Regions from separate parts of the Mus musculus genome. Here all the other regions are linked to region 1. Evidence: chromatin contacts called from public promoter capture Hi-C data. All regions are on one chromosome and are shown on one strand. The core of a region is the stretch at or near the end of the contact, and the rest is flanking DNA. Distances in the headings are between cores, read along the strand shown.

Evidence for each region. Promoter capture Hi-C pulls out the DNA fragments that hold promoters and counts their contacts.
Region 2: a promoter capture Hi-C map of liver shows a contact between it and region 1, with 3 times the contacts expected there. The contact joins the promoter of Rarres1 here to the promoter of Lekr1 in region 1. A contact is called at or near these places in 2 of 39 promoter capture datasets (liver and pre-B cells).
Region 3: a promoter capture Hi-C map of liver shows a contact between it and region 1, with 3 times the contacts expected there. The contact joins the promoter of Gfm1 here to the promoter of Lekr1 in region 1. A contact is called at or near these places in 1 of 39 promoter capture datasets (liver) and 2 of 115 datasets of contacts at active chromatin or transcription factors (astrocytes and large pre-B cells).
Region 4: a contact with region 1 is called in a promoter capture Hi-C map of pre-B cells. The contact joins the promoter of E130311K13Rik here to the promoter of Lekr1 in region 1. A contact is called at or near these places in 2 of 39 promoter capture datasets (liver and pre-B cells) and 1 of 115 datasets of contacts at active chromatin or transcription factors (astrocytes).
Region 5: a contact with region 1 is called in a promoter capture Hi-C map of pre-B cells. The contact joins the promoter of Slc33a1 here to the promoter of Lekr1 in region 1. A contact is called at or near these places in 6 of 39 promoter capture datasets (the C10 cell line, cranial neural crest, embryonic stem cells and 2 more), 3 of 484 Hi-C or Micro-C datasets (CD4 T cells, CD8 T cells and regulatory T cells), 4 of 115 datasets of contacts at active chromatin or transcription factors (astrocytes, bone marrow-derived dendritic cells, large pre-B cells and 1 more) and 2 of 9 other capture datasets (adipose tissue and liver).
Region 6: a contact with region 1 is called in a promoter capture Hi-C map of pre-B cells. The contact joins the promoter of Rsrc1 here to the promoter of Lekr1 in region 1. A contact is called at or near these places in 1 of 39 promoter capture datasets (pre-B cells), 4 of 484 Hi-C or Micro-C datasets (CD4 T cells, LSK cells, cerebral cortex and 1 more) and 1 of 115 datasets of contacts at active chromatin or transcription factors (astrocytes).

What each region holds. Positions count from the first base shown.
Region 1 is chr3:65,664,271-65,669,330 of GRCm38.p6, reverse strand. It overlaps Lekr1 (leucine, glutamate and lysine rich 1), which reads right to left and starts at 3,103. Exons shown (of 13, transcript NM_001166659.1): 1 at 3,020-3,103; 2 at 153-241. The coding sequence starts at 200.
Region 2 is chr3:67,512,439-67,517,498 of GRCm38.p6, reverse strand. It overlaps Rarres1 (retinoic acid receptor responder (tazarotene induced) 1), which reads left to right and starts at 1,976. Exons shown (of 6, transcript NM_001164763.1): 1 at 1,976-2,338. The coding sequence starts at 2,084. It overlaps Gm40067 (a long non-coding RNA gene), which reads right to left and starts at 2,250. Exons shown (of 3, transcript XR_001783859.2): 1 at 1,743-2,250.
Region 3 is chr3:67,428,122-67,433,181 of GRCm38.p6, reverse strand. It overlaps Gfm1 (G elongation factor, mitochondrial 1), which reads right to left and starts at 3,067. Exons shown (of 18, transcript NM_138591.2): 1 at 2,860-3,067; 2 at 1,380-1,532. The coding sequence starts at 2,943.
Region 4 is chr3:63,926,346-63,931,405 of GRCm38.p6, reverse strand. E130311K13Rik (RIKEN cDNA E130311K13 gene) reads left to right here and starts at 1,934. Exons shown (of 5, transcript NM_177856.5): 1 at 1,934-2,149; 2 at 4,083-4,142. The coding sequence starts at 2,036.
Region 5 is chr3:63,961,122-63,966,181 of GRCm38.p6, reverse strand. It overlaps Slc33a1 (solute carrier family 33 (acetyl-CoA transporter), member 1), which reads left to right and starts at 1,449. Exons shown (of 6, transcript NM_015728.5): 1 at 1,449-2,766. The coding sequence starts at 1,992. It also overlaps a transcript of Gmps not described here.
Region 6 is chr3:66,982,875-66,987,934 of GRCm38.p6, reverse strand. It overlaps Rsrc1 (arginine/serine-rich coiled-coil 1), which reads right to left and starts at 2,273. Exons shown (of 10, transcript NM_025822.4): 1 at 2,129-2,273.

The sequences.
Region 1 (5,060 bases), core at 1,854-4,353:
CTGTGCAGTCAACGTTCCAGCGTGGCTACTCCTCCCACCGCAGACTCATCCCTGGTTCTGCTGTAGTTCTCTAAGTTCACTCTCCAGTATTTTACAATGATCTAACCGCTGAGACTCTCCTAATGTTACGCTCTTATAATGCCACATCATACCTTTTGGATTTCTTCAGGTAAGGCATGCATGGGAATGTGACGATCCATAGTTCCCCAAACGTACTGAGAGAGCACTGCAGAAAAACAGCCTGAAAACATTGATGGCCATAGTCAGAATTCATTTAATGACAAGGAAATTCAAATGACTTAAACTTTCTTAGTATCTGAGGACGAACTGGCAAGAAACACTTCAAAGGTGCTTGTTTCTCCAACTCCACAGTAGAAGCTACAATTTAAGTTTCCTCAGCTAGTTTTTAAGCCACTCACACAGAAAGATATTTCAATTATTGACTTATATACCTTTTCTTTCAGAAGTGTATAAACTAATAGTAAAATAATAACAGTGCTTTACTAATTATTTGTTTTGCAGCAGAGTAACTGTAGGATTTTAAGTAGACTTATTTCAGTGTTGTTCTGAAAAATTATAGATATCAAGACCAAATAATATCGTATTATAGCTCAGCAGGATAAGAAAAAAAAAATGCTTGTGCCATCGAGGCTTGCTTAAATTATAGAGTACAAAAAATAGAGTTACTAAGTTATGAAATCCAGGCGCTGAGCCGAAGAGCCACCAAAGCATCAGAGACAACATAGCAACTGTAACAGAGATGGAGATCCACATAAATTTATCTAGATTTTACTTTTAACAGATTTTCATTTGCTAATACCAACAATTCAATATAAAACTTTTTTTTATTACTTTCATGAAACCACAGACAACAGAGACATTATTTTCTTTCTTCAGAGTTTTTCCAAATTGGACAAAGAATACCCAATCCACTCTTGATGAAGAGTCTGCCTCTCTGTCCACGGAAAGAGTAAAGGGAACTAAGAACGGCTTACTGATTAAAGCCCACGCACTGTAATGCCAGTACCCATAAATGTAGAAATAGCAGCTTTGGCGGGCAGAGACAGGGATCCTAGAAGCAAGCTGGGCGACTGGGCTCACTGAGCTGGCTGACCAGTTCAGAACTCAGGTGAGAGGTCCTGTAAGGTAGAGAGTGATGAAGACACTGGGCATCAAACTCCAGCCTCCACACATACAAAAACATGCATACACAGGTGTGCCTATGAACATGAATACACACATGGATTTGTACTAACCAAATGTCAGAGAGAGAGAGAGAGAGAGGTAGAAGATGTCAAGGCCAGAATGGTTGAGTGGAACAGATTCAAGTGAAAGAAACACAGATTCCACAGCAGAAAAGATGGTCTAAGGCCCGTGTCTGCAGAACACAGGCAATGTGAGAGTCAAGAGAGGATAATGACCTATCTTTTGGGTGGGGGATGGGAAATCAGCAAAGGCTTCCTAAGATTGAGTTAAATTAGGGGCAAGAGAGTGAAGGAAAAAATAATGCTGGTGTTATTTTTGTAAACTATGCAACCATCAGTGGAGGAGAGATTCCTCAACCCTGTGTTAGCCCAAAATATCCCTCATTTCAATAAGCTACTATTTAAAACAAACAAAACTAGTGAGCTGTCTTCCCACGTGTGTGCTTGGTAATATTAACTGAGGCCAACCACGGGAGTAATGGTAATTATGTGGACATGGGTCCAAGTGACCAAGTACATAATCATATACTGTCATAGTCACATGGCAAGAAACCAGAAGGCATTATCTTCAGTTAAGCCATCATTGGTGAATGGAAATGATAGTATCTTGGGCTCCACAGGAATATTTTTCCCTTATACAGCCAACTATATCTCCTCTTAAAGTGCCATCCACAAAAGTATTAGCAAGCATGGACCTAAATAACGTATAAATTCAAGGTACCAGTGGGATGTTTATTATTTAATGCCTTCGCTGTGACTACTCTTAACATATTACTATGTCACCAGAAGTGGCAGGCTTCTGGCTATGAAAGAAAAATTTAAAAATAGCACCCTGGTAAATTTGAAAGACCTCTAAAACGAAGTGGAGGAGAAACTGATGTCAATGCACATCGCACAAGACATAGTAACAAGATTACAGGCAAGATACATTCATTGGATTCGTCCCAAGAACATGTGTAACTTGTCCTCATATAAAGACACTTTATTGTAAACCCATGTAAACTGTGAGTGCAGACTGTAATAACTAGGTGCTTTTCTGCTAAGCAATGCATGCTGATGATTACAACTAAGAGGTGGGCACCTAAAATTCCCAAGGTGACTAGAAGGGTACTACTTTCTTTAACGTTTATTTTTGTTATTGCCTATATTTTAAGAAACAGCTTGTAAGCCGATTAGAAAAGTCCATTGGGTCTTTATAAAGATGTGACTACTCGTGAAAAGAATAGTAGAATCCACATATAATTCCGCTTTTCAAGAAGTGTAGGGCTGTTTGCTCTTTAGCAGAAGAAAACGTGATTTTTAAGTTACCCATTCAGTATTTTAACCAAACAAGTTCCTTTTGGTCTTTCCCATTATATATGTGGAAACTGTCCTTGGCAAAAGTACAGAGGTACGTGGCCGCTGCTACGTGCGTTTGAGAACCTTCTCTGTGACACTGGTCACGAGATAGACGTGCGTGTTCTTAAACGCAGAAATGCCCTTGGTGGTTCATTTCCGATTCTTACACCGGTGTCACGCCCGGTCATTAACTCAGGTTCTGCTTCCAGGCCCTTCCTCAAGTACCATTCCGGGGGCGTGATTCACCGAAGGGCAGGTCGGGGGCAAGAGAGCAGGAGGTCACTGCAGGAAACTAACCGCCCGACCGGACTGCGCTGGCCCAGGCCTCGCCTGGGGCGCCGAGAGGCCGCCCCACCTTCCCGCCTTCCTCCTCCCGACCCCCGCCGCCCCGCAGTCCCGCGCCGCCAGTCTCTGCGCCGGAACTGTGTCCCCGCCGACCGGGTCCTCTGAGGACTGAGGAAGGCCATGACCCTCACCTAGCCCGGGACTCCGCAGGGTGTAAAACGGCTTCCCTGGTCTCCCGGGCGACCGCGCTGCACGTTGGCCTGACGTCAAGGCGCGGTGACGTCACAGCCCCCGCCGACGCGGAAGCGGAGCTTCTTTTGCATCATTTGTCCCAAAAGCGAGCTAGGCGGAAGCTGGAGCGGGTGGCGGGGGTCGAAGGAGAGGGCGGATTTACGCGCGGTTCTGTGACGGACGGGGATGGGGCTCTGGAACCCGCGGGGACGACGGGCAGCCGAGGCTGATGAAGAGGCGGGAAGTGGGTGGCCATGTGCCTCATCTGCAGGGGCAATCATTGTTGTCGAACGGAAGGAAAAGAAGCTTTTAAGTGGAATTGACTGGGGAAGGCTTGCTTAGAATTTCATTCTGGTCCAAAGAAGTCAAGATGACGGGTTTAGTTCATGAAGTATTACTGAGACGTGCTACTGCACACTCAAGTAATGGAAGGCCTCTTGTTTTTACACACTGACGACTTCCCTTTATTCATACTTTATTCATAAAACAAATACTGATGACCTACTACGCAACAAGCAAGCAGGATGAGATGATGCTTGGTGACTAACACAGGCCACTGGTATGATTAGTGTCTTCGTAGTCTGCTCCTTTTCCAGGAGCATCTGAGGTCCAAAGTTCTGATCCTCCAGTAACTAAAGAAAACACGGTTTCCTAGCAGAAAAGAACAATAATTGCTGTTAAAGAATAGTTTGCATGAATAGAAAGAAAAGGCATTGGAGAGAGGAAGGTGAACAGGTGATTTGAAATAGTGCCAGATCTATTGGAGCTGCTGGTTGATCACTAGTATGAAAATAACCGCATGAAAATAGTGAATACTCCCCTAAGTCATGAAAGATATAGATTATGCAGAAACTAACAACAGTTACTTACTATTGAGTAACTAGTATTATGTACTGTATATCATTGAATATATACAAGAGGGCTAGAAACAGAGGGCTTCTGACAGCATCACCACGAACACTACACAAAATGTCTCGGTAACTAACATCACTAGATATTAGGAATTTTATACCAAAAGTATTGTTATAGGGCACATAACTACAGTTTGGACAATAATTACCGAGCACTTGTATCTAAAAAGGAAGGCAATCCTCTGAAAATGGGATGAAATCCCATGGAAATGCTATAATTCACTTTCATCTATGCCTCTTCGTTACACATCACCTTGAGTCCATTTTCCTTACCACTGTAAATGCCCTCTCAATCCTAAATCCCATTGCTAATTAGCCACAAGCCTAACTTTCTGTAGGAGTGCCACATGTGGCACTCCTACAGAAAGTTTTCATTATTATATAAAGTCCAGTTTAGGTAGTGGTAGACCCAGTAAGAATTTAAAAAGAAAGGATAGCTTCCGGAAAGAACAGAAATAAGAAGTGTATTTCCAATTGGCCTATGCCAAATGGTCAGCCCTTGAAAACATGCATACAAGAAACAGTATGTGGCCTCTACAGGTTGTATTTGGAAATATATGTGTATATGCAAATGCATGTTTGAATCCAAGAACAATTGGGTAAAAGAAAGACAGTTTGTGCCTAATCTAATTGCATCTCGTTATGCCCTGTTTGGTGGATATCACTGGGAGGCCTGCTCCTTCCTGAAGAGAAATAGAGGGGCAGTAAGTCTGGGGGAGAGGGGAGGTTGAGGCCAGGGGCTAGAAAGGGGCTAGGAAGGATGGAGGGAGGGGAGGTTGCAGTCAGGATGTATGAGAGAAGAATAGAGAAAAGAGAGGCCATGAATTTGAAGGAGAGTGGAGAGAGTTATATGCTGTAATTAATATAAAAGCAATATAAAAGCAAATCTTTAAATCCTCTAAAATGAAACGTGTGAGTGAGTGTGTGTGTGTGTGTGTGTGTGTGTGTGTATACATACACTTTCAAAAAAGGTTAGCAGATTAGCACAGGTCAACTTTTGAGTACTGAAGAAAAAGGGTTGTTTTTGTTTTTGTTTTTGTTTTCGAGACAGGGTTTCTCTGTGTAGCCCTGGCTGTCCTGTAACTCACTT
Region 2 (5,060 bases), core at 727-3,226, 1.8 Mb before region 1:
GCAGGCACTGGGAAGTCTTGACAGGCGATATGGCTAGGGACACTTTTGAATTCAAAGTGAATTGTGAACGTCAAAAAAGAATCTGCATGTACATGTTAACAGCTTAGTACATGCACACTGTGAACCAGTTTACTTGTCCCGAGTTCAGCCCTAGACAAATGGAGGGTTGACTCCAGAAGACACCAACTACACTGCATATTCCAGGAAAGTTCCTGAGCCTAGATGTTTACAGAATGAGAGAAGCTTTCAGGGAAGATGATGGGGGGGGGGGGGGGGGCAGGCATCTCTAATCTCAAAGATGTGACTGTCCCTGTGAGCAGAGGGGCATGGCAGCTCCAGGATAATTGTCTGCCTTGTTCTCCTCCTCCTGGCTCGGTGAGATGGAAGGCAGCTTTTCCTAAGGATGTCTATCCACTGCCTTCTCTGGTTGCCTGCCTTTCTATACAAAGTGCAACATAATATTCAACCCATCTCTGCTCATTGGCATTTGTGGCAGGAGTGGGAACAGGTATCCTGGCCTCTTATGTACACTAGGAAGCACATGTTTTCTGACAGCTGATGTCCACTTTGCTTCCTAAGTGACCATATGGGTACTGACCATGGTTAGTCCAGGGGCAGGGTGAGAGAGGGAAAGAAAATGGAAACAAAGGATATGTGGGCCTTTTTGAAATACTCCACCTACCCCAATGATTCTGCTGTCCCCTCTTGATATGACTGCCAGCCCTGACCTGGGTTAAGTCACCATCTTAAGGCTTCTGGCTCCCTCCTCAATTTTCTGCAGAGCATGCTATTGCAAACAGCACAGGACACGTTCCCTTGGCTCATCGACTGTAGGTGTGCTCCAGATGTTTATCTGGTTGCTCATCCTCATCTCCCCATGACCCAGGTGTTTCGTAAATCTGCAGAAGGAAAGACAGTCCACAGATGGGCAACAGGGGGGAGTATCGTTTAGACAGTTTCTCTTTGTCCACAGGCCTATGGCTTGGTGATCATAGGATGGCTCCTTCCAGAATCCCGTCTTTGAGCACTGGAGTCTAAGGCAGATGGCAGGCAGTAGGCTGCAGGCTGGGATGGCAGGAAAGATACCCAGCCAACTGCTCCCTTTGTTCCACAGGTGTCTCCCAGCTTCACAAGCAGTAGTTAACAAATGGGTCTCAATCATTCTTTGGTCCTTCAGGATAGCGACTGCTGCTGATGAGGTGGGCTAGACCCCTGGGTATCTCCGGTTGTTCTGTCTCTCTTACATTTCATTTCATTTATTATTTAATTTGTTATGTTGTACGTAGGTAGGTGGGTGGGTGGTGGTCGTAGGACAACTTGCTTGAGTATGTTCTCTCTGTTCACTACATTGGTCCTGGCAAGACTCCAGTCATCGGGCTTGGTGGCTAGCACCTTTACTCACTGAGCCACCTCACAGGTCCCTAAAGGGCTTTCTCTTACCTGTGGTTTAGAAAATAGTAGCCACCTCTTGCCTTCAGTGACGCGTTGATTCCACACCTCACGCCACTGGAATCTGGCTTCAACCCAAGGCCCCTCTCCAGTATTAATTAATTTACTTGATTCTCAAAACCTCTGTCCGGTCGCCCACCGCCCCTCCTCCCTACCTGGCCTGCAGGTGCTCACTACCTGCTCCCGCCCTCTGCACACTTTCCCTGTTTCCAGCTGCCTCTTCTCAAATTCCCCATCAAGGCCAAGGCCACTGGTCCCTGTCACCACCCGTCTCCTCTTTCACCTCAACTAACCTTTGGAGTGGGTTCTAAGACCTGAGGGTTGTGAAATTGCAGCAGCCGCAGGCGACAAGCTAAGTTCCCAGAGTTGGAGTCGGAGTGTGCCCTCAAGGAGGCGCCCCACTGTCCCATGTCCCCTCTCACCGCGTCATGGGGACATGGGACATGACCCGCTCTCCCGGAGGCGCCTTCTGGTCCTTCTGCTTGGACAGGGAGGCGAGGAAGGGCGGCGACCCGGGGGCGGAGGGGAGTGGCCGCCGTGGCCTATTTCCGTGAGCACTGCGAACCGGGTCCAGGGAGCTCAGCGCCAGCTTTCCCCATCCACGCAGCCCCGTGGGCCCCTGCCGCCCGTGTCCATGCAGCCCCGTCAACCCCCGATGCCAGCGCTGTTGCTGAGCCTCTGGCTGCTGCCGAGCCTCGCACTGGCCGCTGCTGTCACTGAGCCCGCGGACCTGGAATACACCGAAGTCCCCCGGCAGCCCGCGGCCGTGGGGCTGCCACGCGGGATCCTGCAGCTGGCGGCGCGCGCTGCGCTGCACTTCTTCAACTTCCGCGCGGGCTCGCCCAGCGCGCTACGGGTGCTGGCCACCGTGCAGGAGGGCCGCGCGTGGGTGAGTGAGCCGCGACGCGGCGGGACACGCTCGGGGACCGCAGCGTTCCCAGCCTGAGCTTGTGTCGCGCGAGAGGCGCGGAGCCCTCCAACGCTGCCTCTGCCTTTCCGGTATTTCTGAGGCCAGAAATACTTAGCGTGTTTGAGAACCTAAGAAAAAAGGTCCCATGAATAACAGCCCCTGGTCGGGGTACCCAGTGTGGGTGTTGGCATGCGCACTGTGTACCCAGTCTACTCATGGCTTAGACTCTATGGCTCCTACCAAAGTAGGGGAGGTGTGTGTGTACAAAAGCTAAGCCAGCTCTCTACATCGCAGACACGTTTCTAGAGTTTCGTTGTTCATGGCAGGCCACCAGTGCAAGGCTTCGGGATAAAGTGGTAAAGGTTACTCAGGGGTCTGACCAGGGACCATTCAGTTCTGGTATCTTCTTAATCTAACTAGGGAGTGACAGGGCCGCCGTCTTCTGCATAACTGAAAGGGCGATCGAAACTTTTCAGCTCCTAGATCGCTTGCTGATTTCCGGACAGTGGCTGTAGATGTGTTGCTCTCTTCATTAAACAGATTTTTAAAGTTACACAACTGCGGAATCCCGAGGCAATGAGGCTCCCGGGGTGTTCCACAAAGCCACAGATCCGCAGCCTTGCATCTTCTGTAGAGTGGAGCATAAGATTTAAATTGGTGTGATGATAAAGACCATCCTCCGTGTAGCATCAGATGATGTGAATCACCTTCGTAACTCTCAGCCTTATTTCCTTATTTCTAGAAAAAGGCAAACTACTGTGAGTGTTAAATAAACAGCAACAGCAAAACAATCTTTACTGTCTCAGGGACAGTCTCTACTCCAGGCTCCATCCAGCCTTTACTAGTTCACCGGAGAAATGAAGTCACAACTTAAGATCTTGTCCTCTTCTTTGAGGAAAGAGGAGCCCTGATGACAACCTCCCTCGTTATTGGGGGGTGGGGGGGGGGAGAATTCTCTATTAAAACAAACAGACAAACAAACAAACAAACCCAGACGGACAAAGTTCACCAATTTTCAAATACCAGGGATTATTTTCTTTCAATCCAATATGATTTTTAAAAAAATCATAAAATAGAACTAGTGAGACAGTCGTTGGGTAAAGGTGCCTGCTGGCAAGCTTGTGAGTTTGATCCTCTGACCAGGAGGTGGATGAAGAGACCTGACTCCCCCAAGTTGTCCTTTGACTTCCACGTGCCTGCTACAGCATGCATGCACACACATAATAAATGTCATTTTTTTTTAAACTCCTAAAATACCTAGCATTTCTGGGCTTTTTCAGCTACCCCTTGGCATCCTTACAAAAGCAGCTAGCTCTCAACATCTGAAGGAGAGCTCACTCCTTTCGTGTCAGCAGGAGCTTGGGTGCTGTTCAGCATCTGTAGTGGTCACTTCAAGGTGACCCTAGCTCATCCCAAATGGTGGTGTATGCGCGTGAACACAGATAAACTTGGAACTCAAGGCTATGAGAAACAATGTTACATTTCCCCTTAACCTCGCTGATAATTTAACACTTATGTGACTGCAGGAGCCAAGGAAAAGAGGCCAGTGTGCCAGGAATCAAGTTCTTCCACAAATCCAGTGAAATTGTTTTCCTTCAAAGGTTACTAAAACTCCACCCTTAAAGACGATCAAGCAGGCCAGTGTTGAAGTGATAGACATCTGGCAAGGGCCTGCAAGGCTCTGTGAGAATGGAGAAACCAGGACTGGCTTCCTGGAATCTGAAGCAGGTGCTGCTGTTTCCTTTTTTTGTTTTGTTTTGTTTTGGTGTGTGTGTGTGTGTGTGTGTGTGTGTGTGTGTGTGTGTGTGTGTGTGTGTGTGTATTGTGTCTATACCCCAGGCACCTGTCCTACCACTGAGCTATATTCTTAGTTCTATGTAATGAAATAATGTGGGCTATAGACTATGTATTCACATGATAAAAGCAGAGAGTCGTGTTTCAGAAACATGTGCATAAACTCGGTCGTGATGAGGGACGCAGTTCTTGCTGTATATTTCGTCTTAAAACAAAACAAAACAAAACAAACAAAGCATGAAAGCCAGGCACCCAAATGACTCCAGCTCTAAGATTCCCTCGATTCTCTTTTTAGTGCTTCAGAGTCCTCATTCTAGAAACACTGTTGCCCTCTGGTGGTCAGATGCAGCCATCACTGCAGATTATGGTGTAAGAAAGAGCAAGGACCTGGTCTCAGTTCCTAATTGCAGAGGAGACTTTACAGCTGCCTGTGTTCTCTGCTATCCCTGCCTGCCTGATGTCACCTTGCTCCTGGCCATACACTACCTATTCATAATCAAAATTTTCAACTTTCCTGCTACCACACAGCACAGCCTCAGGACCACAGTGGGTGTGGGGAAGATTCCAGGCAGTAGTGGAAGTTCTTAGGTACTGGTTGTCCTGGATCAGGCCCAGGGTGCTTTTTCCATTACTAGAAATATTGCTTTCACTGAAATTTGGGGGATTTGAGCACAGTCTCCTGGGCATATACTTCCTAAGAAAGTCAACTCATTCTGGGATCAGCTGATTTGGGGGAATTGACAAACACCCATTTCTTATCCCAGACCAGACACAATGCAAACAGACAGGCAAGGTGTAGTGGGAGAAGGGCAATAAAAACCAGTGAGTATAAATGGGTCCTTTTATATTTATGGAGGGTCCTTTAACTAGAACTCCATGGGGTTTTCCTAGCAAGCAAGCATGTCCA
Region 3 (5,060 bases), core at 1,818-4,317, 1.8 Mb before region 1:
CTTGTTGGCAGCTGACAAGCACTTGGGGACCACCATCTGCTTCCCCTGAACTGCTGGCTGCTGGCGTTTCAGAGTCTACGAACTCATGATATTCAGGCAGCAGACCTCTCTGCGGCTCTCCTCAGACTGTGAGCACAAAATGGGAGTGTTTAGCTTCTAAAGGATATGGTTTGGCGGATGCCCTTCGGCTGAAGAACAGCCTGAGCGGGCGTTAAGTCACTCAGTGGTTTGGCAGTATCTTCGAGTGCCAACATTTTAAACAATGCTTTTCTGGTAGGTTTTTGTAGAACTTGTATTCAGTGCTGTGGATGAAACTTCCTGAAAAGAAGCCATGTCTGGCTGTGACTGCAGACCTCCTGGAAGGAGTCTATCTGCAGAGTATGATGGACCCATCAGAATTTCCTACTGGGGAGAATTGGAATCATGCAGGTTCAGGGGCTACTTACCCTGTGCTGGGCTGTGCCTTGCCCAACCGTGTATCTGAAATAACACCTCATGAGAATACACTAAAACCTCTTAGACGCGATTAACTTAGCAGGACACTAGCGTCTGCCAGTCCTAAAGCTAAGAATGTCGTCTTGGGCCTATAGAATAGTTTCCCATCTCATTGTCCTTGCCTCTCTGGTGTGCCCACCAATGCATTTTAAACCTGCCTTGATCTCTGACTTTCTTTGTTCTATAAAATTAGAACATCATGAAACTGCTTGCATGGTAGAACATTAAATTTGGGACAACCTGTGTTTCTGAGCCATACTCAAAATGGCTCCAGATAAAAACTCTGATTTCCTTTAAGATGAAAGCTGTGTGTTTTGTTTTGACATGGACAGCACCTTTTGAGATTCACTTTCCATTTAACATTATAAACATGGATCCTTCATTGACATGCGTAAGACTGTTGTGACAGCTGTATAAGGGTCTGTCATGCCATCTCAGCATCAACCCAGGATGTTCACAGCCATCACTCACTTCTAGAGGGGTTGTGAATACACAGTCACATCTCAAGCCAGCTTGACCTCTCCTCTTTGTCCATCTGACTTTGGCTAAGGAGCCTCTGTGGCAGTGGTTCCCATCCTGTGGGTTGCAACCCCTCTGAGGTGGAACGACCCTTTCATAAGGGTTGCCCAAGAACATTGGAAAACACAGATATGTATATTACCATTCAGTTATGAAGTAGCAACAAATATAATTTTATGGTTGGTGGTCACCACAACATGAGGCTATGCTAAATGCTCGCAGCATTAGGAAAGTAGAGAACCACTGCCCTGCACCCGACCAGTTTTCATCCTAAAACAAGGTTTTCTGAAACTTATGAAACTATAACAACAGTAGAATTAAAATCGATTTCTGAATCGCTCTGGAATCAACCGCTAAGCACACACCTCGTGCATCGTGGCAATCCTGCCAGTGTAGTATAGCACCCGTTCTGTTAGCGTCGTCTTCCCAGAATCAATGTGAGCTGAGATCCCAATGTTCCGTATTTTTTCATTGGGAACTGGCCCTGACGAACACCATCGGCGGGTCTTCCAATCAGCCTGAGAAACAGTTTTAAAAGCTCAGTTTAGCACACCTATTATACGAGATCACAGTTAAAACCTGAACTACGGACTTGTTTTCTCATCCTCAAAGCAAGGTTCTCAACCTCCGTATTATCTAAGGAGCCCTGGATTTAATTCTGAATAATACTCATAAAAGAAGCACAACTACTGCTTCTAAATGTTAGTTTTAAACTTGAGACTTTTAAAGGTTCGTGTATATGTGTTTTGCTTGCATATATATCTCTGCACCACGTGCACGCCTGGTGCTGGAAAGGTCACATCGCCTAGAGCTGGAGTTATGGATGGTTCCGAACAAAGATGTGAGTTTTGGGCATTCAACTCTTCCTCTGGAAGAGCAGTCATGGGCTACGTTTTCACCCCTCCACTGTGTGGGTCCCAAGACTGACACTCAGGCTGTCACACTTGACAACTACCCTTATGGCTGGCTGATCCACACTGCTAACTTTTAAATACACACTACCATAATAGTCAGAGCTATACCTCTCAATGGCCACTTTAACAAGAGATACAAGTTTTAGATTGAATTGTACCTTAGGTTCTCTGTCTTCTCCCGTCCTGTAATTCACAGCTAGCAAGGGGCATATGGGTCTACCCAACTAACAGCCACAAGACAACTCCAAAAAGGTTTCCAATTTCATCTGAACGAAAACAAGGAAGTGCCTTTTGGGGTGGTGGTGTTCCTGTCAGCTTTACAGTGGGGGGTGGAGGGGGATGTATTTGTTGAATCAAAACAAAACTGCACACCCAAACGCTTGGCAAACACTTCTGGGTAGAGGGAAACTGGGCACATGTCAAAGAAGACAGCTGACAAGCGCTTGGATGGTTAAACCACAGGAACACTTGGTAGCAAAGCAAACGAGGTATCCATGACAGGTAAGAGGTCACATCTACCAACGGCTTCCCTGCTCTGAGTACCTCACTCCAAAGACTTACAAAGTTTAATCTATACACCTGACTGGGAAACTTGGCCAGAGAAGAGTACCGGGATGTTGAATAGAACCCACACGTTCAGAGAGCATCCAACCACACCCAGTAGTAAGAGGACCACTGGATAACGAGTCCGAAATCCGGGATTCGAGCCCCGGGGACACTAACTTTCATCTGACCTTCACTCGGGGCACTTCTCTTTAAGGTAGATCATCAGGAAGGGAGGGACCCCGGCGCAGAGCTGCGGGTCGCAAGGCCGAGCTGGCATGCGGATACCCAAGGGCTTACGGGGCTCGGGAAATCGCTGCTCAAGACCCCAGGTAAGGAAAGGTGTCGCCAACCTGCCCTGCTCTGGAAGGTTCTCTGGCACCAGTACCTGCTTCCCCTGCCAGCCCAGGACTGCAGGGACCCGAGGGAACGGTCCACGCCCCAGGGCTGCGGCGACCCGCAGCAGCCGCATGGCAAGCCTGGAACAGCCACTTCCAAGGCTCCTGCTCTGAGGTGATCGGTTGTGCTCAGCGCCGGCAGCAGAGCGGGAAGAGCTCAAAGTCACGCCGGCAACCGGAGCCGCAGGAGCACTTCCGGGAGGAAGGTCAGGAGGACGGCCAGAGGAAGACAAGGGAGAGGCACCTCTGTCTGAGCTCGACGTGGCGCGCGCCCTCTCCTGGTCAGGAGGAGAAAGCGTAGTTTATGCAGAGGATTGTCACAGGGAGGTGTCATTACTACGGAGGCAGGTACTCTGGTCCCTTTGTCTTTAAAGGAAAAAAATAAAAATTAAAAAACCATCTCTGTATAAAAAAAACAAAAACGTGCCGGGTATGGCGTCACACATGTCTAATAAGAACACTTCAGAGGCAGAACTAGGCGGATCTCTAATGAGTTCCAAGATAGCCTGGTCAGCAAAGAATTCTGGGCCAGACAGGACTAGACAGTGAGAACCTGTTTCAACAAAACAAAACAAAAGCTGCAGATTTTAAACATAGTTGTTTTACCTGCATGACAATGGGAAAACGTTTATAACAATTTAAATGGAAGGAGTACACAAAAATGTATTCATTACTACAGCATCAGAGAATCTGGGGGAGGGGCTGGAGATACGGCTCAGAGGTTAAGAGGTCTGCTCTTCCTGAGGTCCTGAGTTCAATTCCCAGCAAACGCATGGTGGCTCACAACCATCTGTAATGAGATCTGGTGCCCTCTTCTGGCCTGCAAGGTATACATGCAGGCAGAAAGCTGTATACATAATAAGTAAATCTTAAAAACAAATACTTCAAAGAGACTCTGGGGAAATGAGAGTAGATATATGTTGGATTACAAATAAAATTTTTCAAAACCTTCTTTATTGTTCATCAGTAATACTAGCTATGCATCTTCAAAACTGCACCCGTGGCGCTTCTGTCTGGGCTTCTTAAAGGCCTCAAAAACGTTGACATATCTAAAACAGAGCTTCTAGTCTTCCCCAAACCTCCTCATACAGTCTCCATCTTAGCAAAAGAATCTCCGTCCATCCAGTTGACCTAGCCAAAGATGGCAGTCACTTGCTGGCTCCTGTAATCTAAGCCTCTCAGCATATGCGAACCTCCCATTTCCTTCCACCTCTCCACAGGGCTATTTCTTCCTGGGGTTACTGTGATGAGAACCGGGTTGATTTCACGGCTTTTGTCTTTCCCGGTTTTTTTTTTTTTTTTTCAGTAAACTCACACACTGACTAAAAGGATCTTCTCAAGCCAGACCATATTCCCTCTCCGCAGAAAATGATCTCCTTACTTTAGTGTTGTTAGGCTGGAACCCGTGCTCATCACCCCCCGACACACCCCCCCCCCACACACCCCCCAGCTACAAAACCCTATGTGCCCTCCTTCCCCATCCTACCACACAGAAAAAGCTCCCTGACCCCTCAAAGGAAACTACAGCCTAACAGGTCATCATCTTCCTGATTCCCGCTACCCACCTGGGAGTGCCTGCCTGGGCGCTCAGCTTTTTTTTTTTTTTTTTTTTTTCTTTTTTCTTTTTTTTAACCTTATATGGGCATAATCCCATGTTTCATCACCACACGGCCCAAAACTATAAAACCTCCTTGCTTTATCCTGGGCGAATGACTTTACTGACCTCCACCTGATAGATTGGCCAACTCGCCAGACTGCTGCCTTTTAATAAGCCTGCCTTTATGTTGTTTTTTATAAACAGGTGGCAGTGATCAGGCAGGAAGGAGCAACTCAGCCGGCCGAGGTGAGGTGTTCCCGCTGAGGAAACAGCTTAGTATAAGAGGAAGTTTATTGGGGGAAAGGAAGGGGGCCTGGAAAAGGAGTACAGGCAGAAAAAGTGGGGGGATAGAGAAGGACAGAAAGAAAGAAGAGCGAGAAAGGGAGAAAGGGTCCAGCTGTCCAACAGGAGACATGTGGGAAGGAGAGGGAAGAGGTCTTCTTATATGCCTAGCTCCTGGATCATACCTGGTGAGCATAGATGCAAACTGTTGCAAGGTAACTGTTGGGCAGAGCCTAGAGCTGTGCTAACGATTTATACTTTTGATTTGACTTGAATTGGTTCATTTTGTTGGCAGAGAAACCTATTAGGTAC
Region 4 (5,060 bases), core at 685-3,184, 1.7 Mb after region 1:
ATCCAATATTATGTATGGTACATGTTCAATAAATTCCTTTTACTTAACTAAAATCAGTGTATGTATAGTTTGTGTGGCAATTTCCACACCCCAATAAGGAAGAGAGCAAAACTGGGGGAAGTGAAGTGGTTAAAAAACACACGCTTCACTTGTAGAGTGCCTGAAATCAGTTCCTAGGACCCATATCAGTTGGCTACCTGTAGCTTCAGCAGAATCCTCAACCACATCCCCTATCAGGTGGCTTCTGCAGCTCCGGTGGAATCTCTGGCCTCCACATGTGTCTGCACACGTCCACACAGAGACTGTGGTTTAAAATTTTACAAGTATTTTTAAAAATCAGATTCTGCGTTTTGATGTCAGTAAATTGAAAGTAAAGGAAAGGGTAAGTATGGGTGAGTGGTGGGAGAAGCCTGCAAAGGCAGCGAGAGGTCCTGAGAAAGATCGACCAAGGGAGGAGAGGAGTGAGGCTAGCACAAAGTGCTGAAAAGACGAGGCCTGGGATACAGACAGACTACAGGGGTTCCGCAGGAAATTAAAGCTAAGATCGGAGCTCACTGCAGTAGTTTTGAGATGAGATTAGTCAGCTTGGTTTTCTAACTTTTCCAAGCAGTTCTTGGAACTCAAGAGGGATATACCCATGATGACTTAGTCCTGTAGATATGAAAGTACAACTAGATACTTCACATCTTTAAGGGACTATTTTCCTATTGTCCATTTACAAAGCTATAGAGATAGAGGAGTAATGTCTTCTTTTCCTCTCTGGTGCTTTTGACATAGGTACCTGTGTGTGCACATCATATAAGCAAGTAATAACAAAGGCCTCACAAGTGAGTGTGATATGCTACTGTCAGTCATAAAACTATGGGGTGTGGAAACACTAATTCACACTGTTATATATTTGATTTCTGTAAGGTAAGTTTTTTTTTTGAATTTTCATTTTTTGTTTTATATTTTTGCAATGCTAGATAGAGATCTAGCCCAGGGCCTCAAGTGTTAGGAAAGTTCTCCTGTAACATTTTAAATATAATGAACCAAACAGAGTTAAACAATAGTCCCAAGACGTCTAATGCTTCTAGTACTAACTGTAGAGTTTGGGAGCGACAAAGGGCACCCTCAGGTGGGGTATTTGGTTTTAAAAACATGTTCACTTGTGGAGTCCTGAGCAACACTGATTCCTTTCAGCAACCAGGTGTGAGAAAGCATGGAACAATGCAGCCAGTGATGCTTCCCAGCACCTGTGTGCAGAGTTTTTACCATGCACCAACAGGTCGGTCGTTAGCCCCTCTGGAGGTCAAGCTGAGGACCACCACAAGTGGGTTGTTAGATTTTCTTACAGGCTCAAAAGCCTCAGAGTAAAACATAATTTTATCAGGTAAGATATTTTAGAATTGCCAGGCACAATGGGAAAGGCCAGATCTCTCTTTGGGCCAAAGTTAAATTTATTACACAATGCACATTTCAGCTTAACAAATAAGTATATCTCCATCTCTCTTTCCTTTATTATTCTTGGCATTAAAAATATTTAGAAAGCCAGGCACACGGAAACACAGCAGAAGCCTCTGTATGGGGGAAGCTAAAGATTAGGACGCTGAGGCCAGCCTTTAGAAACATAAACCCTGTTTCTAAAGAAACAAAGGTTGATGCCATATGTGTTTCTGGGTGTGCTCTCCAGCACCATAAAATATGGCAAGTGGATTTCTGAGTTAGAACTAGCCTGGTCTGCGGAGCTAGTTACAGGATAGCCAGGGCTACACAGAGAAACCTGTCTCAAAAATGTAAAAAACAACAAAATAATAAAAATACAAGCTTATAGAAAAAGTAGCAAGAATAAGAGACTGTGCATATTTACACAGATGTCTTATCTTTTCACGGCATTTTTGTGTTGTTCTGCTGTCCTGGCTGGCTTGGTACCACCAAGGACACGCAGAGACAAGAGTGCAAACGCCCAGAATGGGCGGGGACCCCGGAGCCGTGCAGCGCAGCGACCCCTACCGCCCACCAGGGGGCGCCCGCAAGGCTTGCTGGACGCCGGAACATGGCGCGGCCGCCCGCGAGCCTCGGGTCGCAGGCGCCGGACCGCGACCGAGGGGAGGCCAACGTGGTGACACGGGTGTCGCAATGGGCAGACAACCATCTGCGCCTTGTCCAGGTGCCACAGCCCGGCGGGGTGGGCTAGCCTGAGCGGAGTGATCGCGGCAGGCCTGGAAGAGGACCCGCAGGGGCGGAAAGACAGCCGGGCCACAGGGGAAATGGCCAGGGAGGCGACATCGCCTCATTTGCCCTCCTGGCGGCGGCGGTGGTCAGGCCTGGAGGCTGGCGCAGGGCTGGGGACACCACAGGGCTGGCCCAAGAGTAGCTCCTCATTCAGTATGGCGGGCTGGATACCCAGGAAGAGCAGAGAAGCCCGAGAGGCCTTAACAGAGCAGAGCCAGGATGGGTTTTTCCAGGGCTGGGGTTCGAACTTTGGTAAGCATTGTAGTGCTTACCACTGAACTGTATCCCCAGTTGTTTTGGTTTTGGGTTTTGGGGTTGTTTTTTTTTTTTTTTTGGTTTTTTTTTTTTTTTGTTTGTTTGTTTGTTTTTTTGGTTTTTTGAGACAGGGTTTCTCTGTATAGCCCTGGCTGTCCTGGAACTCACTTTGTAGACCAGTCTGGTCTCGAACTCAGAAAGAAATCCGCCTGCCTCTCGTGTTTTCTTTTTAAGTGAAACAAGAGAAGACACTGAAATTCAATCATAGAAGAGACACTTAGACAGCCAGTCTACTACCAGATAAAGGACTGCTAAAGTCCCTGTGGTGGTGGTGGTTCCTGTCATGGAGCAGTCGTAGTAAATGATTTACTGGGAAAAGCTGTAGAGCCCTTGGACATTAAAATTTGGAGACTGATCTTGAAGACAGCCCATTAGACTTTAAAGTACAGTTGTAGGCTTGAGGCAACAGTGTTCAATGGGAAATCAGAACTGGACGTAAAGCTGAGTGAGAGTGAGCTGCATAAACCTGGTGGAGTGGGTAAAGCCCTAGTCTTGACAGACATCTTGAAACAACGTCAGAAAGGTACAGAAAACGGTCTAGAAATGAGGCCTAGGGGATTCTCTGGGGAGGGAAGGTAGCAGAAGCAAAATCTGAGGCAAACAGGGAGACAGATGATTAGGAAAATGAGTAGCCAAAAGCCAGGACAACGTATTTGGAAGGAACAACAACTTTTTTGTTTGTTTGTTTTGAGACAGAGTTTCTCTGTATAGCCCTGGCTGTCCTGACTCACTTTGTAGACCAGGCTGGCCTCGAACTCAGAAATCTGCCTGCCTCTGCCTCCCGAGTGCTAGGATTAAAGGTGTGCAGCACCATGCCCTGCCCGGAACAGCTTTTAAGAATCCTGCTGAGAATTGGAGGAAGCTGAACTTTGCAAAAGCTTTGCAGCAAGAGAGCATGAGGTCCAAGGCCAGGCCTGCTGACATGCTATTGTAGCGCCACGTTAGAGCAGTCTGGTATCTGCCATTTAGTAGTAATCCTTGCCAAATAAATGCATACATTGTTACTTACTATACTAATATTAAAGTTCAACCATTTACACAAACACCAGCTATTTTGTATTTGTAAGGTTTTCTACCAAGTACAAAATTCACCATGGGTGTAAGGCTAGAAATGCTAGGCCATGGGTGCATTCAAGAAATTCACAGGCGGGCCAGGCGTGGTGGGCCATGCCTTTAATCCCAGTACTCGGGAGGCAGAGGCAGGCAGATTTCTGAGTTCGAGGCCAGCCTGGTCTACAAAGTGAGTACCAGGACAGCCAGCTCTATACAGAGAAACCCTATCTCGAAAAACAAAACAAAACGAAACAACAACAACAAAAACATATAAAAAAAAATCGCAGGCAAAGTAAAAAGCATTCACTCAAGTCCCTGTGAGTGCCAGATTGCTAAGGAAGAACTAGGAAGGAATGTGGAAGAGTCCAGCCAGCATTTGAGACATCTGTGTTATTTGAACTGTTAGTGGTCATGAGGACAGTCTCCTTCCTTTTAAGTTGGTACGCTGACTGTTATAAATGGTAATTGGTGAGGATTAATCGTTACCTCTCTTCCTGTAGAACATCAGCACGGGAATGGCCATAGCTGGGATAATGTTGCTGATAAGGAGCGTCCGGCTGGTGAGTGACCAATGGTACAGGCAACAGATAATTGACTTGGTCTCCAGGCTGCTTGGATACATCCTGGGAGAGTTTAAATTATAATTTAGAATAACAAACACACTTTAAGATCTTGGTTAAGATTTAGAACAGAGAATTTATTTGGGGGTCATAAAAATGTGCAGAATTTTACTTACTTAATTCAACAGACTATACGCATAATATTTTTAAGACTTAAAAGGAAATGTTTCCATAAAGGATTTGGTTTGTTATAAATAATATAGTCACTGAACTTGAAAAGCTGAGGCAAGATTGCTGCAAGTTCCTAGCCAGCCTGGATTGCTGATGAGTTTCAGGTCAGCCAGGCATGGGCCAGAAAGAGATCTTGTCTCAAAACAAAAACAGAAAATAAACAAACTAGGATTTGTCTTGTCTGGGTAGAGAGGTGTTGTTACAGATAAAATCTTGGCTTTTAGGCAAAACTGTTTCTCAGGTGTTTTGTAAATAAACCACTATACGTAGATAGAAATTCGAGTTCTGATGTGGCTGTTTTTAAGTTAAACTGTCAGATTATAGAATTATCCATTTAATTTGAAAGGTTACAACTTTCCAATTTATCCTAGAATGGTCTTTTGAGATTCTGCCTAAGAATATATATAATAATGCCTATTATATATAATTATTATAATTATATAATTATTTATTATACATTATTTTATATATTACTATATAATTATTATATATTATATATGAAGTAATATGTTGCATATTATCTATCTCCATATATATGTGTGTGGATATATATCATTATGACGTTCATGTTGATGAATATCTGAAAACAAAATACATATAAGTACTTTATGTATGCCCCCCCCCATACATACACACACACACACACACACACACACTCAATTCAGAGTGGTCCTTCTGAATTGCAGT
Region 5 (5,060 bases), core at 200-2,699, 1.7 Mb after region 1:
AGAAAAGAAAAGAAAAGAAAAGAAAATCAGAAACAAAAAGGAGAGATAGTCCATCCCTTAATCTCAGCGTTCAGGAGTAAGAGGCAGGTGGATCTCTGTAAGATCAAGTCCAGCCCGGTCTACAGAGTGAGTTTCATGCCAGTAAGGACCATACAGTAAGATCCTGTTGAAAAAAATAGAGACTTTTGGTCTCACATAGATAACACTATAAACTGTTTTCCACTCCAATTTTTGAGACAGAGACTTGCTATATATCCATGGATGGCCAGGAACTCGTTTTATAGACTAGTCTGGATTACAAGCATGCACCACCACAACCAACTCTGTTCCTCTCTTTAACAAAGATTAGAAGACTTCATGGTCACTGTGTTCTTTCATTGAAGTATATCAGACTAGGTGTGGTGGCTCATGTATAGAATCCTAGGACTCTAGAAGTTAAGGCAGGAGTATGGCCATAAGTTTGAGACCAGCCTGGGTACATATGCTAGCTTATGTAACCCAGGACTCAGTATCAATACAATGAAAATGAAAGACGAATAATAATAATAATAATAATAATAATAATAAGCAAAGTCTCACATTTCTATGACCATACAAGAGCTGGAGAGAAGGGGGAGGAGAGGAAAAGGAAGGACCCAGGGAGAAATGAGAAGAGAACATGGGAAATTAGCTAAGTGGTTAATAAGCTGTAGAAATCAGAAAAGTGGGAAGGCAGCAAATCCACAAGGGAATTTATGGTTTGTTTTTGTTTTTAATGAAGAAAGCATGTACTATTACACTTGAAATGGCATTTGAAAAACTGGCCAATTATGAATCCAATAAAATTCTTGGAAAACTTATTTCTTTGTTATCACTGAAATACTAAATCTAGTATCTCAACATTTCAAGCTCTAAGAGCTTCCAACGATTCACCAAAACTCGAAGAAGTGCGTCGTTATGCACTTAAAATGCATAACCATGGATGACATGAAAGGAGAAAGGTGGTTTCGAGACGTTTCCATTGGCAAAAAAATAAGATGCAGCAGACTGAAATTTACCTCCTTCACTCTGTGTATCTAGCGTTCCCCTACATTTCTTCCTTGACATTGGGGGAAATGGACAGCCTTATTCGTTCTGTGTATTAGGTAGGAGTGTTTCCATTTAGTCGGGCATAAAGGACCCACAACCTGACACCAAAGCTTAGTAACTGCAGGTTCACAAAGCAGCATTATTACCCAACTACAAGCCTGGAAGTTATGTACTGAATTAAATAAGTACAAACTCGCCTACAGACCTTGTGCAATGTTATCACCAAGGCCTAGGCCAATCCAGAAAACCCGCGCTCACGTGGCGACGAGGGCCCAATGGCCGAGGCACACGAGTTCCATGCAAGCGCATGCGCAAACGGAACCGGGTTTGTTAAGACGTTCCGTCCTGGACGCTCGGTACGCTGGCGTTATTCCTCCCTCGGGGTTAGAATCGAGGGAATTAATGGTTCCTAGCAAACGTTGCTCGCGGTCGCCGCCACCGGAACTTGTTCTGATTCGCTGGCTCCGTCGGGAGGCACGGAACCCATTTTGGCAGGGAACCACTTCCCGAAGCGCGAGGCAGGAAGTTATCCTTTACCTCTGGTGTCTACTGAGGAGGGTGCCCGCTGCAGTGTCAGCTGGTGGACGGGCAAGAGAGCGTTCGAGTCCCCGCTGCAGTTAAGAGCCAGACTCCGTCGCAGCGCCACGGCACGCTCCGCCAGCCTCAAGCCGGGTGCGGCTGCACGGGGAGCTCTTGCCGGCTCCCTGAAGTCGCTCCTGTGGGCAGCGACCCAGGCTTCGCCTGGGCCACCTGCCAGGGATCTGGCTCCCTGCTGCAAAACAGCGACCAGTCTCTCCGCGTCCGCCCTCCCGGCGTTGAACCACCGTGACCCGGGTCCAGAGAGACTGCCTTGGACCTGGGACTAGACTGATCAAAACGCCAGCCTCAGGCCCCCACACACCGGGCTCTGCGTCGTCTCTGATATGTCACCGACCATCTCCCACAAGGACAGCAGTCGGCAGCGGCGGTCAGGCATGTTTAGCCACGCTCTGGATATGAAGAGTGGCCCGCTGCCACCGGGCGGCTGGGATGACAGTCGCCGAGACTCGGTGGGCGGGGAGGGGGACCGGGAAGTTCTTCTAGGTGATGCCGGCCCTGGTGACTTACCTAAAGCCCCGCGGAGCTATAGATCCGAACTAAGTAGCATTTTGTTACTACTCTTTCTTTACGTGCTTCAGGGCATTCCCTTAGGCCTGGCGGGGAGCATCCCCCTCATTTTGCAAAGCAAAAATGTTAGCTATACAGATCAGGCTTTCTTCAGTTTTGTCTTCTGGCCATTCAGTCTTAAGTTGCTCTGGGCTCCCTTGGTTGATGCCGTCTACTTTAAGAACTTTGGTCGTCGCAAGTCCTGGCTTGTCCCTACTCAGTATACACTAGGAATCTTCATGATATATTTATCCACTCAAGTGGACCGTTTGCTCGGAAATATTGATGGCAGAACACCGGATGTAGTTGCTCTCACTGTGACATTCTTCTTGTTTGAATTCCTGGCTGCCACACAGGACATCGCTGTGGATGGTTGGGCATTAACTATGTTATCCCGGGAAAACGTGGGCTATGCTTCGACATGCAATTCTGTGGGCCAAACAGCTGGCTACTTTTTGGGCAATGTTTTATTTTTGGCTCTTGAATCTGCTGACTTTTGTAACAAATACTTGCGGTTTCAGCCTCAACCCAGGGGAATCGTTACCCTTTCAGGTAGTGTACTTAAAACTATTATACTGTTAGGTTTATTTTATGCTTATGAATGCTTTTGATGAAACATCAGATGGGAGCTCTCATTTGTTTGCATACATTTTTTACTTTTAATGATGCACAAGATATTTTACTTCATTTCCCTTTCAAATTAACACAATATTGGATTCCATTATGAGATTTTCATACTTTGCTCACAATCACTTCCATAACACAGCCTTGTTCTCTACATCTACCTCCTAGTCGTCTTCCTTTAAACAGTTCACACACACATTTTTCTTTTCCTTCCAGATTCTTTCTAGAAGAGAAACCATTTGATGTTTGTCCTTCTGCTTGCTTTTGAATTTTTTCTGAATTCTGTTTACAGGATTTTTAAAAGGCTCTATATATCCAGCTTGAGACACAGTCCTGCTTCACCCTCCCGAGTGCTAATATTACAAGCATGTGCCACTACAGCTGGCTTTTTAAATTTTACTGGGAACTTATATGATAGATACCTAAGTATGTTTTCTGTTTTATTAAAGTGTGCTTCTTTCAAGTATTCCTTATGTCAGCCTATTAACACAGTCATATTGATCAGTACTCTTTAGTGAATAGGAAAAAAGCAACCGATAGAATCACAAAATTTCTGAATTAAAGATCCATGGACATTTGCCTGACACAGAAGTATACATTTTAAAATGTGGGTCATATGGTTCACATTTTTTCTTTTGTGTTTTGGTGAATGTTTTCTTGCTTTTCAATCTTTTTCCACCTTTATTTCACAAGTAGTCCCCATTTACCCATCTACTGAATGGGAAGAGTATTTAATATAAGCATTCTGGAATTGGCTAAGTGGCAGGATTCTGAGGACCTACTGCAAATAAAGACTGTCTGTGCAAACTAGGAACAGTAGAGATGAACATTGCTGAGGCCCAGAATAGCCGGCCAGTGACCATGGTAGAGATAACAGTTGACTTTATTATTAGTTAAACCTTTATGTAAGCTGGTGTGATTTTTTTTTCTTTTTATTTATTTATTTTTGGTATAACTGGAATTTGAACTTTGTTCTCCAGAAGATTCTAAAATAGCTTACTTTAATTAATTTCTATCCATAGTTGACTTATGATTTAGTCTAAAACATTTTAAGTTAAAGAGTTTTTAATTTTAATGCTTACACATAACCACATTACTAGTTTTGAGGTTTCTGTAATTTGGTAATAACATAACTATATTCTGTGTATTCTGTTTCTGTTTGTGTGTTCCTGGTTCTGGGAAATGAACCTAGTACTTCTACATAAAAGGGAAGCCATCTTCTACTGTGCTAAGTCTCAATCCCATTATTAACCAGTGGGACTTTTTCCTTTTTTTCCTCTCTCAGTGCTAGGAATCTATTATTGACCTTTGTCTAGCCCCTAGTTTTCAACAAGAGTCTAGACTGGTCTTAGACTTCTATTCCCTAAGGACACATATAGTTAATTATGTACACCACCATGCCCAGTTTAACTACCTAGTGGTTCTGAGGAATTTAAAGAATGTGGAATCATAAGGAAATATCGTTGCCTAGGTAGTTAAAGAGAAGATAAAAACAGTATCTAGAAAATCTGTGTATTGGAAACCGTAACTTGAAACAAAGAAAACAGCCAAGGGTTTGAGGATGGTTCTGCTGATAAAAGGTCTTGTTGCTCTTGCAGACGTTTTAAGTTTGGTTCCCAGCACTCATATGGTGGCTTACATCCTTCTGTAACTACAGTTTTAGGGGATTTAGTACCCTCTTCTGGCCTCCACAGACACCAAGAATGCAGAGTGCATGTACTTACATTCAGGCAGAATACTAGTACACATGAACATAAACCTTTTAAAAACATTGTAATTCTGTAATTAATTATGGATACTACAGAAGGAATATACTGAGGAATGGTTTGGACATTTAAAAAGCAGTGCTCTATAGACAGCAAATTGAGAACAGGAAGATGGGATGAGATAAGATCTGGAGGAAACAACCTTGGTTATATTGACTGCTTTTTTATAGCTTCATAACAGTTCTGAACCTTTTCTCTCATTCCATTTGTTTTCCAAGAACCTCTAGAGGCAAAGACAGACCCTTAAACAGCGAGGAGTAAGTAATGAACAGGACAGAAGGATGACAGATGTGGCTTTTCCTTCTCTATAATGAGAAGAATGTTGTCAAGAGGCTATTTACAGATAGATGGGCCAGGCAGTGGTGGTGCACACCTTTGATCCTAGCACGAGGGAGGCAGAGGCAGGCGGATTTCTGAGTTGGAGGCCAGCCTGGTCTACAGAGTGAGTTCCAGGAC
Region 6 (5,060 bases), core at 1,024-3,523, 1.3 Mb before region 1:
ATCAGGCTACACAGCAAGTTCAAGATCACCCTTGGGCTGCCAGAGACACTGGAAAAAACAAAACAAAACAAAACAAAAAGTAAAACTAGGGTGAACACTATTTAACATACTATGGAATCCAGAAACAGAGAACCATCCAAAGGAATTGTAAGAACAGAGGCAAAAATTCAGATATAACAAGGCAAAATTCAAAAGAAAAAGAATTCTGTCAAAACACCACTGTTAAGACTGACATATGATGAACTCAGACGCTATGACACATGTACAGGGCCCACACAGGTCCAAACCAGAAAGGATACCAGCATCGAGGTTGGAGTGCTCCAGAAGCGCTCCCATCCCCAACAAGAAGTCATCTCCAATCAACAATTGCTGGAAAAGGAACAATTAGTTCCCAAGGGTACACAAACCACACTTAAGGGCAGGCTCCATCTCCTGCAGTAGATGGCCAACATAAAACAAACACAGAGATCTTTTTGGAAACTTTTTTTTTTTTTTCTCATATTGCTTTGTTTGGTCATTTTTGTAAACCATACCGATCTTTTGCTTGTATATTATGGTTTGTGTGTGTGTACACATTTCTCATGCTTTCTTAGTTTCCTTTTTCTTTATTTGTTAGTTTGGGAGATGAGGGAAAACCATCATCAGAATATATTGTATACAGCCGGGCGTGGTGGCACACGCCTTTGATCCCAGCACTCGGGAGGCAGAGGCAGGAGGATTTCTGAGTTCGAGGCCAGCCTGGTCTACAGAGTGAGTCCAGGACAGCCAGGGCTATACAGAGAAACCCTGTCTGGAAAAACAAAGAACAAAAAACAGAATGTATCGTATACAAATAACATTATTTTCAATTAGAAAAAAAACTACTGTTGCAACAACGTTCTGTAGATTATTTAGTGTCTCTTTTTAAACTAACAAATCACAGGACTTCCTTCCCATATTCTGGGAGTGAAACCAGAAGAAAGTTATCTGTAAATGCACTACAACAACCCTATGACAACCAATTCACATCACAACTCTCCACGCTGAATATGTAGAGACTGGGTCATCGAGGCCAATTAACAGACAAGTGCCAGCTGCCTTTGTCTTTTTCAGCTTCAGACATTTTTAGCCTTCTTATTGAACATACAGTCATAAAGTGCTACCACTTAGCAAGAAATCTCCTTTGTCTGCAAAGAAAGTGAATATTCATAAACTCTAAGACTGGAGAAGCTCTCAAAGGAGAGCTGCTTTCCCCACATGGTTGTACCTGTCACATCTGCTCCACTCCTTAAAACCTGAAAACTCTACGTAGCTACTTCACTGGGAGCTTTTACATCTAAGTTCAAAGATGACAACTCGAATACCTTCATATGCCAGCACATGATGTGTGAATTTATTTAACAACCTAGTACTTAGTAGGGACAAAACTGGGCTGCTGGCAAATCTAGAGCTTTCCCCCCCCCCTCAATAAACATTTTAAATACAACTCAGAAATTACATTAATAATAACCTAAAATCGAGGGCAGACAACATCCATTGTAACTCCTGAGAAAGGTGAATGAGTTCAGGAGTTAACTATCTGGTCACATGACCAAAAGTCTAGAAGGTAAATTCACAGACTGTTTAAAGTGATGTGTGTATATGTCAAGACAGGAAGGGTCTGTCTAACCATGTATTCTCTCTCCAGCCAACAAGCATCCGATAGACAGGAGAAGGGGTGGGGATTCCGTGCACACTTAGCCACAGCCTCCCCCTCGCTCCGACTACCTGGAGGAGGTGAGAGTGAACCTGGCTAAAAAGGAAGGACAACTGGGAATCCGAGGAACGGCGATCGAGGACCCGCGGGACCCGCGGACTGGGGGCTACCTCTCCACATCAACTCCACACTGTAGGCCAAGCCTGGGGCCTGCGGCCGCTCGCCACCCGCGACCACTCCGGCGACCCCCTCGCCCAGAGCCAGCAGGCTGGGACCCTGCAAGGTGCGGGGCGCATGCGCACGGCTACAAACCGCACGCCGCGGGCCCAGGCCCAACCCTCGGCGAGCTCCTGGCCACAGACTGCGCCAGGCCCCACGCCGCCTCCCGCAGAGCTGGGCCTCGCTACGCCTCCTTCGCGGGCGCCGCCCCCAAGCTCTGGACGCCGGCATCACCTGGCTCGACCTTCGGGTTCGCACCTCCCGACGTGGGGACCTGGAACCCCCTCTTCTAACCACGGCGCCACCGGCGTCCTCAGAACTTGCTTCAATTTAAGCTCAGCGCCTTCCTGGTTCCAGCACCAGGCAGCTTCAGCCGAGCTGTCGAGTGCGTCGATGCAGGCTGCTGGACCATTAGGAATGCCGAGCGAGTGGATTGTCATGCCGCCAATTTTTTGTTTAATGTTTGTTTTGCGTGTTTGCATAATTGGATTTTCTTATTCTCCAAAAGCAATAAAGGTGGTACTATGGGATGTTACTGCCTTAGTATTCGCCGTTATCGTCACAGATAATCAGCAAACATCTACATCGTAAGAAGTTATGTTTAAGACATCCGCGTAGAGCAAAATTGGTTAGTTCCTGTTGAGCGAGGTGGAAATTCGCCCAACAATAATAAATCATGGGAGTGTGTCTGCATAGAGTCGTGTGTGATTAAACTGTAATGATTTATTTGCAAAAAAATACATTAAAATCGGTGGGTTTTTTTTTTTTTTCCTGCCATGAAGGTGAAGGCATTCACGGATTGGAAGCAATTAGTTTCTCCTATTAAAGAAACTGTTAGATAGGAGGAAGAAATCTGCCCGATAGGAGAAGGTTCCTCTAGAAGAGAAAGTAAATGGGTAGATTTATAAGAAAGAAAGAAAGAAAGAAAGAAAGAAAGAAAGAAGCTTCTATTACCGAAATTAAAGAAACGTGGCATTTTCTGTAATATACAATATTTTCCTTGTATGACTTTTCTTTCATGATTTAGTATAAGGAAACAAAAATGAGGAGATATATAAAATATTAACTTGGATTCAGGCCTACTGTTAGCTAGATACTAAGGTTCAGATTTCCACAGAGATTTGAGATGGAACTCACTTCCAGTATAGGTTTATTCCTGGAAAGTAACTGGACCTTAACTAGCCAGTTTTGAGGGACTCTTTTAAAACAAAACCACAACACTACATGTTTGTTTTAAATAATTCAAAAACTGGGGGAACTCTTGGGGGGGGGGGGTCCTGATTATTTTTGTATCTGTCCATAGGCTGTCTCCTGAGTTTTAAAGTCAATGTTCCTTTCAAAACTTTGACAAAGTAAAATAAAATAAAATAAAATAAAATAAAGGCTTTGAAATGTCTTTTCTCAGGAAAATATTTGCTGTTTGGTGAAACATCATACTTCATAGCTTTTATTAATACAATTTCCAAACTTTTAATTTCTTAAAACTGAAACTTCCTAAAAGAGGGACTATTGGGGATGGCGAGGAAGGGAATGGGGGGGGGGATATAAGAGGCTAACAGAAGAGGTGTATGTTTCCATATGTGAAAAGTTCATAAAGAAAACCATACAATTATATGCTAATAAAAATTTTAAATTAAACTTCCTTTACACAAATGGGAGTCAGACACTGGAGATTTATCATTGCTTCATCTACCACCCCTATAGTTAGAATGAGTCAAGAAGATGAAATAATAGAGAAATCTATTGGTTCAAATTACAGGATAGTCATGCCTGATCTTTCTCTGGTTACCTTTAAAGTGGTCATCCTTCTAGTACAGAAGATGGCATAAGCGTTTGTATTTAAGTCCTGTGGTTAAAAGGATGAAGAAGCGTCTGGGGGTCTCCTGATCTCTTACCAGGCTTCTAGCAGGGGCTATTTGGGAGGTGTTTACGAATATGTATTTCGTCATAGAGGTTGAAAGCTACTGAAACACCATGTCAACTTAGTGGATCCCATTACTAAATGATCTTTTTTAAACAGTTTCACAAAAGAGTAAAATTCTGTGATTATTCTCCGGAATTACAGTGTTACAGATAGCAGACCGATGCTCAATGTGACATTGCTCCTAAATTCATAGAAGTTAGGAAGCAGTAAGGTTTTGAGTCTTGTGAAATAATAAAAGCAAGAGTTCATGTACTTCAATAATACCTAAATGTTTAATGCAATCGCTGTTAACCATGTAAAGGTATGCCTTTGTCCTAAAAGCAGGGTGGGAAATGTTTCTAGAAGGAAGGATAATGTCAAAGAAAAAGTAAAGCAACATTTCTAATAAGCTTTATTTTCATGTCCTTTAAATGTGCAATGTAGTTAGTATTACAAGAAGTTATGGAACGTCTTAAATTACACTTAAATTCTCGACTGAGAATACATTATGTACCACAATTCTGTGTTCTCTTTACCAATGTTTTAGGTTGTTTGGGTAGAACTTCTGAAATTATTGGCTAAGTGTGTTTTGTTGTTCTAATCAATAAGTAGAAGATATACATATTAATGGCCTGTAACTGCTTTCATTTTTACTGAGTACTGGATCCAAGAGAACGAAAACATTATCTTTTAACATCAAACAAAACTCATTAATATTCAGTATACTGAAAATGCCCCCCCAAACTGCCACTTAAAGAGGTATATTTGTTTACATATTCAAGTAAATGTAACATTTCATATGTAAACATTCTTTTGTGTGAGCAAATAAGTATTTGCATAGCTACAAATCACACAGCAAGCCGTGGCTTAGAGGAGACAGTCATGTCCCCCCCCCCCATATAATTAAGAGTTTTTATAAAATAATTGTCAAATATACAGTTTTTAAGTTATAAATCAGAAAGAGAGTTGTTTTCCCCCCTCCAAAGAGTGAGTCTTTTTTTCACAGTCCACGGTAAACAAAAATTAGTCGAGCGACAAGCAACATCGGTAATTTTTTCCGCAGAACTCAAAAAGTAGTCATCTTTTGTTTTTCAGAATTAGGAAATCGAACTAGAATGCCCCCCAAGATGCTAAATAATTAAGGGCAGGGTGCAGGGAGTTGTTAGGAAAAGGAGTAAGAACCCTTAGACCTCATAGAGAAAATCGAAATGGAACTGCGCCTGACCGGGCTGTAAGAAAATACCTTAAGACCGAATCTGGCAG